Linked DNA regions of Mus musculus: region 1 is linked to region 2. The links are chromatin contacts, called in public HiChIP or PLAC-seq maps. All regions are on one chromosome and are shown on one strand. The core of a region is the stretch at or near the end of the contact, and the rest is flanking DNA. Distances in the headings are between cores, read along the strand shown. Region 1 has its middle 28 kb from the start of Gm35579. Region 2 holds the start of Foxa2 (forkhead box A2).

The links. HiChIP or PLAC-seq counts read pairs in DNA pulled down with a chosen protein or histone mark.
Region 1: a FOXA1 HiChIP or PLAC-seq map of pancreatic cancer cells shows a contact between it and region 2. The contact joins the enhancer-like site here to the promoter of Foxa2 in region 2. A contact is called at or near these places in 3 of 39 promoter capture datasets (the 3T3-L1 cell line and embryonic stem cells), 5 of 484 Hi-C or Micro-C datasets (the MNK3 cell line, liver, nephron progenitors and 1 more), 6 of 115 datasets of contacts at active chromatin or transcription factors (differentiating embryonic stem cells, embryonic stem cells, kidney and 2 more) and 3 of 9 other capture datasets (embryonic stem cells, liver and pancreatic islet).

Annotation. Positions count from the first base shown.
Region 1 is chr2:147,925,761-147,930,604 of GRCm38.p6, reverse strand. No RefSeq gene overlaps it. Among named protein-coding and RNA genes, the nearest start is that of Gm35579, 28 kb to the right of the region's middle. Within about 2 kb of position 2,259, at least 52 of the 459 cell types and tissues checked have an H3K27ac peak or open chromatin away from gene starts, as enhancers often do. A contact at or near this core is called in the MNK3 cell line, liver and pancreatic cancer cells, where this site is marked.
Region 2 is chr2:148,043,412-148,048,496 of GRCm38.p6, reverse strand. It overlaps Foxa2 (forkhead box A2), which reads left to right and starts at 2,549. Exons shown (of 2, transcript NM_001291065.1): 1 at 2,549-2,670; 2 at 3,673-5,085. The coding sequence starts at 2,584. The coding sequence ends at 4,983.

The sequences.
Region 1 (4,844 bases), core at 1,010-3,509, 120 kb after region 2:
ATGGATGCCGGGGATCTGAACACAGGTCCCCATGCTTGTGCAGCTGGCACTTTGCACACTGAGCCATCTCTCCAGCCCCAGGATTCTTCCCCCTGATAGATTATTAAATCTGTACCCAGTAACAGATCATCATTTCCTTGTCATTGAGTTAAATACCTTCTGGAAGGTAGTTCTAAGATTTTTGTGTTTTATGAACATGACAAATATTTAGTTCTTATTGTTGTTTCCATAAAACTTTGATGATGACATAGCTGTTTGTTTTGGCCAACTTATGTATGTTCTGAAGACAGGAGCACAGCAGAAATCTCAGCTGAGACACAGCCAATTATTTGCCTTCTTTAATCTTCATTTCTACACAGTCCAACATTACAAGCCCATGTCCTACCTTTAGCAATTCTTGGGTCTTATTTAATTGCACACTTTTGTGATTGTAACTTCCACCTAATTAGCTGTCCTGTTATACCAGATACTTTCTTTAGTTCCCAGAAAATAAATTTAGCCAGTGCACAGAAGACTGAGGTGAGAGAATTGCTATAGATTTGAGGGAAACCTTGTCTATATAAGAAATACCAGGCCAGCTGTGTGTGTGTGTGTGTGTGTGTGTGTGTGTGTGTGTGTGTGTGTGTGTGTATGTGTGTATGGGTGCACATGTACACACATGTGTGTTAATGAGTATACAGAAGCCATATACATACATATACCACACACACATATATACATACACACACATAAAGTGTGTTTTATACTCATATCTGCAAAATATACAGTGTGTATATACTTGTGTGTGTGGTATATGGAGACCTCTCCAAAACTGAATATGACCAACTGCCAAGACACTTTAAAGACATATACTTCAATCCTTGAGTATTGCTCAATCCTTTGAGAAGCCTTTTGTCCCATAATGCTGCTTTTAGAACCTATAACCTCTTTTGTGCTTCCCTACCTATACTGATATGAAAAGTGTAACGATTTTTACAATGATCCTTATCAAACAGAAGCCTCTTCTATGTTAGCTCATAAAACTTAATTTCCAATTTCCTCCTTGCAAACAATAGATGATCTTTGTCCCCATGTGGGTAATTGGATCATGGCAGTAGGTGATAGCTTCTCAGTTACCAGGTAATTCTGCCTTAGAACTTCGCTTAAGAACAGGGTAGTAATTCTTGTTTCTGGGATGGGAGGAGAGGGGCCTCTGCTTCCATTGGTTGATGCCTGCCCGGATGGTGACTTGTGCTGTTATCTCTTTTATCATCAGCTCTTTTCTGCCTCTTCATTTAGTTGAGTTACCCATTCCCGCCTTAACAGCCTTTGATGGTTTCCAAAGCTCTTAACACAAAGACTCAGCTCATTTGAGGCTGGTGTGGTTTGACTAGTGCCAAGCTGTCAGTCACAGCTCTTTTCTCCATCTCTTTGTTTCCCCCTGCTTTCCACCATTGGCCTGCGGTTGTTCAATTCACCTGTATATCCCTGAGACCAGGACAGTTCTGGCACAGTGCAGATGCTAAATCAACTTCTCAGATGTGGAGGACAAACAAATGAATGCATTTCATCCTTTTTGGCAATCCTAAAATAAGGAAATAGAGGATCAAAGGGAGTTAGTCACATGTCCAAGTCTCGGCTAATAGCAACCAGAGGTTAATGTCTCAGCAATTCGCCAAGGTCTCACGTGGGATCCTACATAAAGCCCCTCTGCAGATGAAGAAGCTCAGGCTGGTGGATCATGCTGCCCAAATGCAACGCAGAAATGCTGGAGGAGTGTGCCCTCTCTCTGCAATTTTCTTTCCCCTCCAATGTGTTTGCAGCCCGTGGTGTTCCTGGAGAGATTTTATTTATCTGTGGATTTTCTTTGAAGAAAGGCAGCCGGAGGATATTTTTTAGAAGCCAAGGTGAGAATTAGTGAGATGCTTTGCCATGGCACCTTTTACAACATCGAAAAATGATCATTAGACTCCCTCTCAAGGATAAAGGATTTGCATCTGGCTTGCGTTGTGCAAACAGGGCTTTTGTTGATTTATCAACAGGACTTCGCTTGGGGTTTTGGATTGGATTCCAGAGGTTGGCACCTACACTCTAAAAATCTAAACAGAAGGAGAAAATAAATCACCAACTGGCACTTTAAAGGCAAAGATTTATACCAAACTTAATGAACTTCCTGTCTTGCTGAGCGTGAGGAAAATGTCATGTTTACCCCAATGCTCTCTGCTCCTGGCAGACGATGTGCTGGGTTGGAAGGGATGCAGAAGTGGGTCAGACTCACCCAGCTGGAACTCAGGAAACTCATTAGAGTGCCAGCTCTCCACAAGCACTGTGGCCTTCCTAGTCTACCCCTCCCCCTGGCTGCTTAACTTGCCCAAGGCTAATCAAAGGAGAAGTGAACACTAAGTTGCAGTTTGTTGTCCCCTAGAAGCAAACGAGGGATTGGCGATTTAAGGTGCAAGTTACTCACTTGCTGCTTGCTCTAAGTAAGAGTGTACTACAATTCTTGGAAACTCTAGGGCTGGCAAAAGTGGGACATAGAAGCAGTTAGAGGAGGGCATGTCATCAAACTATTACAGCTTAGTCATTCTGGGACCTCAAGAAACAAGTACAGAGTTACAAGGGTGAAGGGGATGGAGTGCCGACCACAAAAATCCTACTGACGTGTCAAGGGCTGCTCCGAAGGTTGTAAATTCTCTAGGATTCACAGCCAACAGAGTTTTGGGGGTGGAGAAGATACCATACCACCAAGGAAAACTTCAACAAAAAAAATAAAGAGGGGGGCGGATACAAATGTGAGTAGTCAGAGAAACAGGAAGGATTTGAGAGGGTGGGTCAGACACTTGTCTTGTTGACACCCTGGAATTTCTATTTCTACCATGCACGCTGCCTGGGCAGAAGAAATATCCTGGCACCATACCCAGCCAAAAAGACTTTCCTTCTTTATAATGGTTGTAACATGAAACTTTCTCTGAATTTAATGCTTGTCTGCACATCGTTTGACTTCCACCATTAACCTTGCAAGGTCTAGCATCCTAATAATCACTCCATCTGCATTTTCCTACTATCTACCTATCAAACGAGGTAATCCAGATTCAAATTGATAGGAACAATCTTTCTACCATTATATTTCAGGGTCTACAATAGACCTGATTTCAGATAGGGAGTAGATCCTCTTGCTAGGCTAAATGAGCCCAACTACTGCAGATGAAACAAGAAAGGAATATGGTTAAGTAGTTCACTTATTTTTAAAATGACTAGGAGATCTGCAAGTGCTGAGACACCAAGAGGTGTTTACCTAATAGTTACTATTAAGGACATCATTGAGAGCCCAGTGTATGCCTGCTTTCCTTAGGAAACCCAACTTCTCAGTCTTAGTGTGGACTAAATCTTATGGGTCTAGGCCCATTCACCCCTTTCCTTTGCTCTTAAATGACAGGCAATAGTTGTGTTCTGATGCAAGAGGCTTTCTTTGGTAGCAGTGTCAGGGCAGGTGAGCTGCTGAGTTTCCACGCCCATCTCCACTGTTGCCCAAACCACAAGGTGCTATGGTTAGACGGCCACTGGGTTTTTGCTTGGTATTTCCTTATCTTGGGATTGAAACACCCCAGAGCTGAAGAACAGTAGTCAATATTTAAACACATTATGAAATCATGTCAGTTCTTCTTGATTGAGAGTCTCTTTGCATTTGTCAAATTAATAGTTTCTAAAGTCAGAACCCTACGTTGTGTAAGCATGACTTTTTGAAATATTTCTAAGCAACCCTTAAGTAACAGAGACAAAGGGAAGTTCACTTGTTTTGTTTATTCACTTATTAGAGTGGAATAATTCTCCAACAGAGAATTTGGATAAGAGTAAAAAAGAACCACATGTATCAAAAATATCCTTTCAATCATGGTCAGTTGATATGGAAAACTAAAGATAGAACCTGGAACTGAATATAAACTTTTATGCAATTCATTCATGGTGGCACAAGGTGTGTTTGCATACCTGGTCATATTTGTAGGTTGGTGTTTTTAATGTTATTAACAAATGACTGTGCTTGGTCTTAGGTGACAGAAGTTTACCTGTGTTTCAAGACACCACTGAAGGGGGACAGTCTGTAAAAGAGGTCCCCCTTTACCTTTCAGTCTAGCACCTAGCACACCCTGCACTGATAACCTACATAGTGTCAGGTACTACTTTGGTAATTACCCCCTTTTTCCTGTTCACCTTTTTGTAGTGCTGGGAGTTGAACCCAGGGCTCTAATAATCATTAGGCAAATGGCTCATTATTTCACTCCACACCCTACCCTGGTCCTTGCTTTTATGGTCATTGTTTATAAACAAAAAAACCCAAAGCAATTCTCCTATCTTAGTCATTCTCCCACCTTTCTCCTCATTCTCAATAAATTTCCTTGCAGTGTTTTTTTCAAGTAGTAAGCGTGAATACTGTAGCAAGTTATGAAATTTATTGCTGGGAGCTAATCCAGGGGCCTCAGTGATCTTATCATAGAGCCCTCACTGTCATTTTCATCTGTTCCTTAAAATTCTCTTCTGCAGGTCTAGCCTGTGACCACATACAAGGCCACAGAATGGTTTGGGCCCAAACCCTGGGGACAGGACAAGACAGGACAGCTTGGTTAAGAGAAAGGCATTTGTTCTCACACCTCTTTAATCTTTGAATCATCCTGAGCTGATGCCCTTATACACCTTCAACCAGATGCTACCCTGGAGACTTACCCAACTTCTACCTACCTCATTGTCTGTGCAGCTAGTCAACAATCTTTAGTGAGTGGCTCTGTGGTGTCCACTCCAGGGAGCTCTGCATCCTCCTCTTCATTCCCACTGCCGTTCTTTTAGCCATTGTTGTGACAGTCATCAAGATG
Region 2 (5,085 bases), core at 1,300-3,799:
TTTTACACGTGCAATAATTTCTGGGATCAAATTTCAGCTGGGAGCACAATCAAAGAGCAGTGCAGCCCACAGGCTTACAAATACCCTGGCATTTAACAGAGAGGGGTGGTGGAATAGACCAACTGACAGACACAGACGGACAGACAGACCGACGGACAGAATAAACCGGAATGTTGATATCTTGAGTTTCACTTCCTGAGAGAACTGTCCTTGTTGTGTGTGCGTGCGCGTGTACTGTACTTCGACATGTAAGATCTCTAGACAGAACTAGAATGCTGTCTCAGTCTCTGTCTGCCTTTTTCTCTCTGGGGATGGAGCTCTCTCTCTCTCTCTCTCTCTCTCTCTGGTGGGGAGTGGAACTGTCTCTCTGTGATTCTCTGTGTCTCTCTTGGGGGGGGGGGAGTTGGGTGCCTGCATTTTTTTTTTGCTTTAAGTTTGAAAAATAGCTGCATCTATAAACAACATGTGCACCCCTCTTTTTCAAGTCTGCGGTCATCCTTGTGGGGTCCTGGGGAAGATGCTGGAGGATCTGATCTCTCTGGGTTCCCTGTGTTCACTAGGTGAACACGTCAGATTCACCTTCAGCGGGAAAACAGGCGTTGCCTTTGAGGGACTCGTGCTCTGCATTGCTTCAGATGACACATTAATACCTTATCTGTCCATACTATGTGCGTTTCAGCAGCAAAGGGCACTGATGTTGCTGCGTCTTCAGTCCAAAAGGATGCTGACCTCTTTCTTTACCCTCCAATCTGGCTTCCATTCTCATTCAGGCTTCCATGCTCAAAGCTCACCCCAGTACCTGCCACCTCTATGTACTCTTCTTCTACCACACGAAATTGTGGACACCTGGATTTGGGCCAACTATTTCCTATTTTCTCCATCTCCTAGAGAGAAGAGTTTGGGACTGTATCCCTACATCCTAGTCACATTTTCAGAACCAAGAAAGACTGTCCACATAAAAACGCCGGCAAGACCCTCCACTCCAAAATCTAGGCTTACCTTAGTCTCGGTCTTGGTAGCTAACAATATAAATGACATACTCTGTTGTTTTCATGTTTGTTTTGTTTGGGGAGACAAGGTTTCTCTCTGTAGCCCGGATGTCTTGAAACTCACTCTATAGACTAGGTCAGCCTAGACTTCTCTGAGATCCTCCTGCCTCTGCCTCAAAGGCAGAAGACAACACTTCAAATGACACTTTTTAACACCTAGAAGCTAAAGAGAAAAGAAACTGAAATTTTCAATTTTTATAAGACAGTCCTGGTCTCTGCAGGCAGAGAACACAGATCCTCCTGAAGTCATCCCACAAGGCCCATTATTGATTTTTTTTCTCCTGCCCTACCCCCACCTACTGCCCTGTTTGTTTTAGTTACGAAATGCTTTGGGCACCTTGGATTTAACTGAAAAGTAACCTTGAAACACCGAGGCCCTCATGCCAGAGGCAAATCGCTGCCTCCCGGGTATTGGCTGCAGCTAAACGGGTCTCTCCAGGCCGACTGAGGTGGGTAGCCAGAAAGAGGACTGAGGTAACTGACGACCAGGGCGGCCAGACCACGCGAGTCCTACGCGCCTCCTGAGGCCGCCCCGGGACTTAACTGTAACGGGGAGGGGCCTCCGGAGCAGCGGCCAGCGAGTTAAAGGTGTGTACACAGTTTTTCTAAATAGGACAGCGCTTTGCAAATTGGCTGTCACCTGCTTGTTGTTTTGACAGGGAATGTGCACTAAAAGGGAGGAAACCCGAGATAAATAAATCTGGCTTGCCTCGCTTTGCAGGCCACCAAGGCGGTACGCGCCTTCGGATTGACGAACCCCGTGCTTGGGGCGATGAGGAGGGGCGGGGCGGGAGCAGGAGACCTGAGTTTCTCCAAGGGTGGCTTGATCCCAGGTCTCTGGGTCCACGGAAGACTCCCCGTGGACGTAAAGGAAGGGACTCCACCAGGGCGCCAGCACGCCTGCTTGCAGGTCGGGGTCTTGGGAGTGCCAGGGACAGCAGGAGATGGGCTAGCTCGGGGCGCCCAGCGGCAGGTGCGGAACGCTAGCCCTGGCTTCCTCTCACCTAAGTGTGAGCTGATTATTCAAATGGGCTGCCCGGGGTCTGGGGATTGGAGGCCAGCGCCAGCGCACCGCGCTATATCACCAGCCGCTCACGTCATTGCGGCACTTGTCCGCTGCGCGGTCCACACCTCCTCCTCCTCCTCCTCCCCCTCCTCTCGCTCTCCCCCCGCCCGCCCCCACGCCGCTAGCTTCCCGCCGCCTCCCGGCAGCTCGACACTGCCAGCCTCAGCCTGCACCGGCAGCCCCGGGAGCGCGGCGACAGAGTGCACGCCCGACGGCGAGTCTCGGGTTCCGGCCTCCAGGGTTCTTCGGCCCCCTCCTCCGCCAGCCACCTTCCCGCCCACTCCCAGCTACTTCCCGCCGCAGGCCGCGGGAGAGAGAGAGGAAGTGGAGTCCAGAGAGGGAGAGAGGGGGAGCGCGAGAGAGGGCGGGAGGGAGGGGACGGTACCATTGCTGACTTTTTTTTTTAAGAGGGTGGGGGTGGGGGCTGATTGCTGGTCGTTTGTTGTGGCTGTTAAATTTTAAACCGCCATGCACTCGGCTTCCAGTATGCTGGGAGCCGTGAAGATGGAAGGGCACGAGCCATCCGACTGGAGCAGCTACTACGCGGAGCCCGAGGTAAGCTCTTGCCCTGGCCAGGGAGAAGTGGGGTGACAGCTATCTCCGCGTCCCCAGCCTCCGCACGCTCCCTTCACCGGTACCCGCCCCCCCACCTCTAGCCTTCCTGGACAGCCGCCTTTTCCGCCCTCCTTCTACTCAAATGGGTCTCTTTTTTATACGACACACTGTTAGCCTTGAGATAATATTAACTTTGTGATCAAATATTGACTTGCGGCGCCTCCAAATCCTCTTCGTGGCCGAGCCACGCACTATCCTAACAGAGTTATGTTTGGCAGCGCGCGGCTGGGGAGGGGTGGGAGGTCGGCTGGCGAGGGGGTGGGGAGCTGGGGAAGAGAAGGTGGGTAGGAGTTGGGGACAGAGGTACAGGCAAAGAATCAAAGACCAGTGGACAAAGAGAAAAAAAGTTTGTCGCTACGAAGCCGGGACACTAACAGTTCCTAGCCGAGTTGGCGGTCCCTTCCTTATTCCTCCACGCGATGCCTCCAGCTGCTCCCGGACTCTGTGCAGGCACTGCGCTTCACTCCCCTATGACTAAGGAGTGGGGTCCCGGTACGAAACCCCAGAATAGAGGACACTGAGATGATTTTCGCTTGAGACTGCCCCAGTGAGGTTCCAAAGGTGGCTTTTGACTACCTGGGATAGCAACGGAGATTTCCGGCCTCGGTGCTGACTCAGTGTGCTGGCCAGCTGATTTGAGGAGCCCCTAGGGAGAGTAAAATACATTTGGGGCGCCTGAGTTGGCGGTGGTCCAGGTCACTGAAGTTCTAGAATCTGGGCGAGGCTGAGCCTCAGGTCCCGCTGGCCCTAGGGCGATCTCTTTTCCGGCTCTCTTTGGGGCCCAGAGGACTTGGTGTTGGTGCACTGGGATCCAGGGAAAGCAAGAGATTCCAGAGGCTTGCACGAATTGCGGGGGACTGGGTCCAACTGGTGGGTGGGTGGGAAGATCGGGCGAGCTCAGCCTAGGTGCTAACCTGTCTCCTCCCCGGGCTCTGTCCGCAGGGCTACTCTTCCGTGAGCAACATGAACGCCGGCCTGGGGATGAATGGCATGAACACATACATGAGCATGTCCGCGGCTGCCATGGGCGGCGGTTCCGGCAACATGAGCGCGGGCTCCATGAACATGTCATCCTATGTGGGCGCTGGAATGAGCCCGTCGCTAGCTGGCATGTCCCCGGGCGCCGGCGCCATGGCGGGCATGAGCGGCTCAGCCGGGGCGGCCGGCGTGGCGGGCATGGGACCTCACCTGAGTCCGAGTCTGAGCCCGCTCGGGGGACAGGCGGCCGGGGCCATGGGTGGCCTTGCCCCCTACGCCAACATGAACTCGATGAGCCCCATGTACGGGCAGGCCGGCCTGAGCCGCGCTCGGGACCCCAAGACATACCGACGCAGCTACACACACGCCAAACCTCCCTACTCGTACATCTCGCTCATCACCATGGCCATCCAGCAGAGCCCCAACAAGATGCTGACGCTGAGCGAGATCTATCAGTGGATCATGGACCTCTTCCCTTTCTACCGGCAGAACCAGCAGCGCTGGCAGAACTCCATCCGCCACTCTCTCTCCTTCAACGACTGCTTTCTCAAGGTGCCCCGCTCGCCAGACAAGCCTGGCAAGGGCTCCTTCTGGACCCTGCACCCAGACTCGGGCAACATGTTCGAGAACGGCTGCTACCTGCGCCGCCAGAAGCGCTTCAAGTGTGAGAAGCAACTGGCACTGAAGGAAGCCGCGGGTGCGGCCAGTAGCGGAGGCAAGAAGACCGCTCCTGGGTCCCAGGCCTCTCAGGCTCAGCTCGGGGAGGCCGCGGGCTCGGCCTCCGAGACTCCGGCGGGCACCGAGTCCCCCCATTCCAGCGCTTCTCCGTGTCAGGAGCACAAGCGAGGTGGCCTAAGCGAGCTAAAGGGAGCACCTGCCTCTGCGCTGAGTCCTCCCGAGCCGGCGCCCTCGCCTGGGCAGCAGCAGCAGGCTGCAGCCCACCTGCTGGGCCCACCTCACCACCCAGGCCTGCCACCAGAGGCCCACCTGAAGCCCGAGCACCATTACGCCTTCAACCACCCCTTCTCTATCAACAACCTCATGTCGTCCGAGCAGCAACATCACCACAGCCACCACCACCATCAGCCCCACAAAATGGACCTCAAGGCCTACGAACAGGTCATGCACTACCCAGGGGGCTATGGTTCCCCCATGCCAGGCAGCTTGGCCATGGGCCCAGTCACGAACAAAGCGGGCCTGGATGCCTCGCCCCTGGCTGCAGACACTTCCTACTACCAAGGAGTGTACTCCAGGCCTATTATGAACTCATCCTAAGAAGATGGCTTTCAGGCCCTGCTAGCTCTGGTCACTGGGGACAAGGGAAATGAGAGGCTGAGTGGAGACTTTGGGAGAGCTTTGAGGAAAAGTAGCCACCAC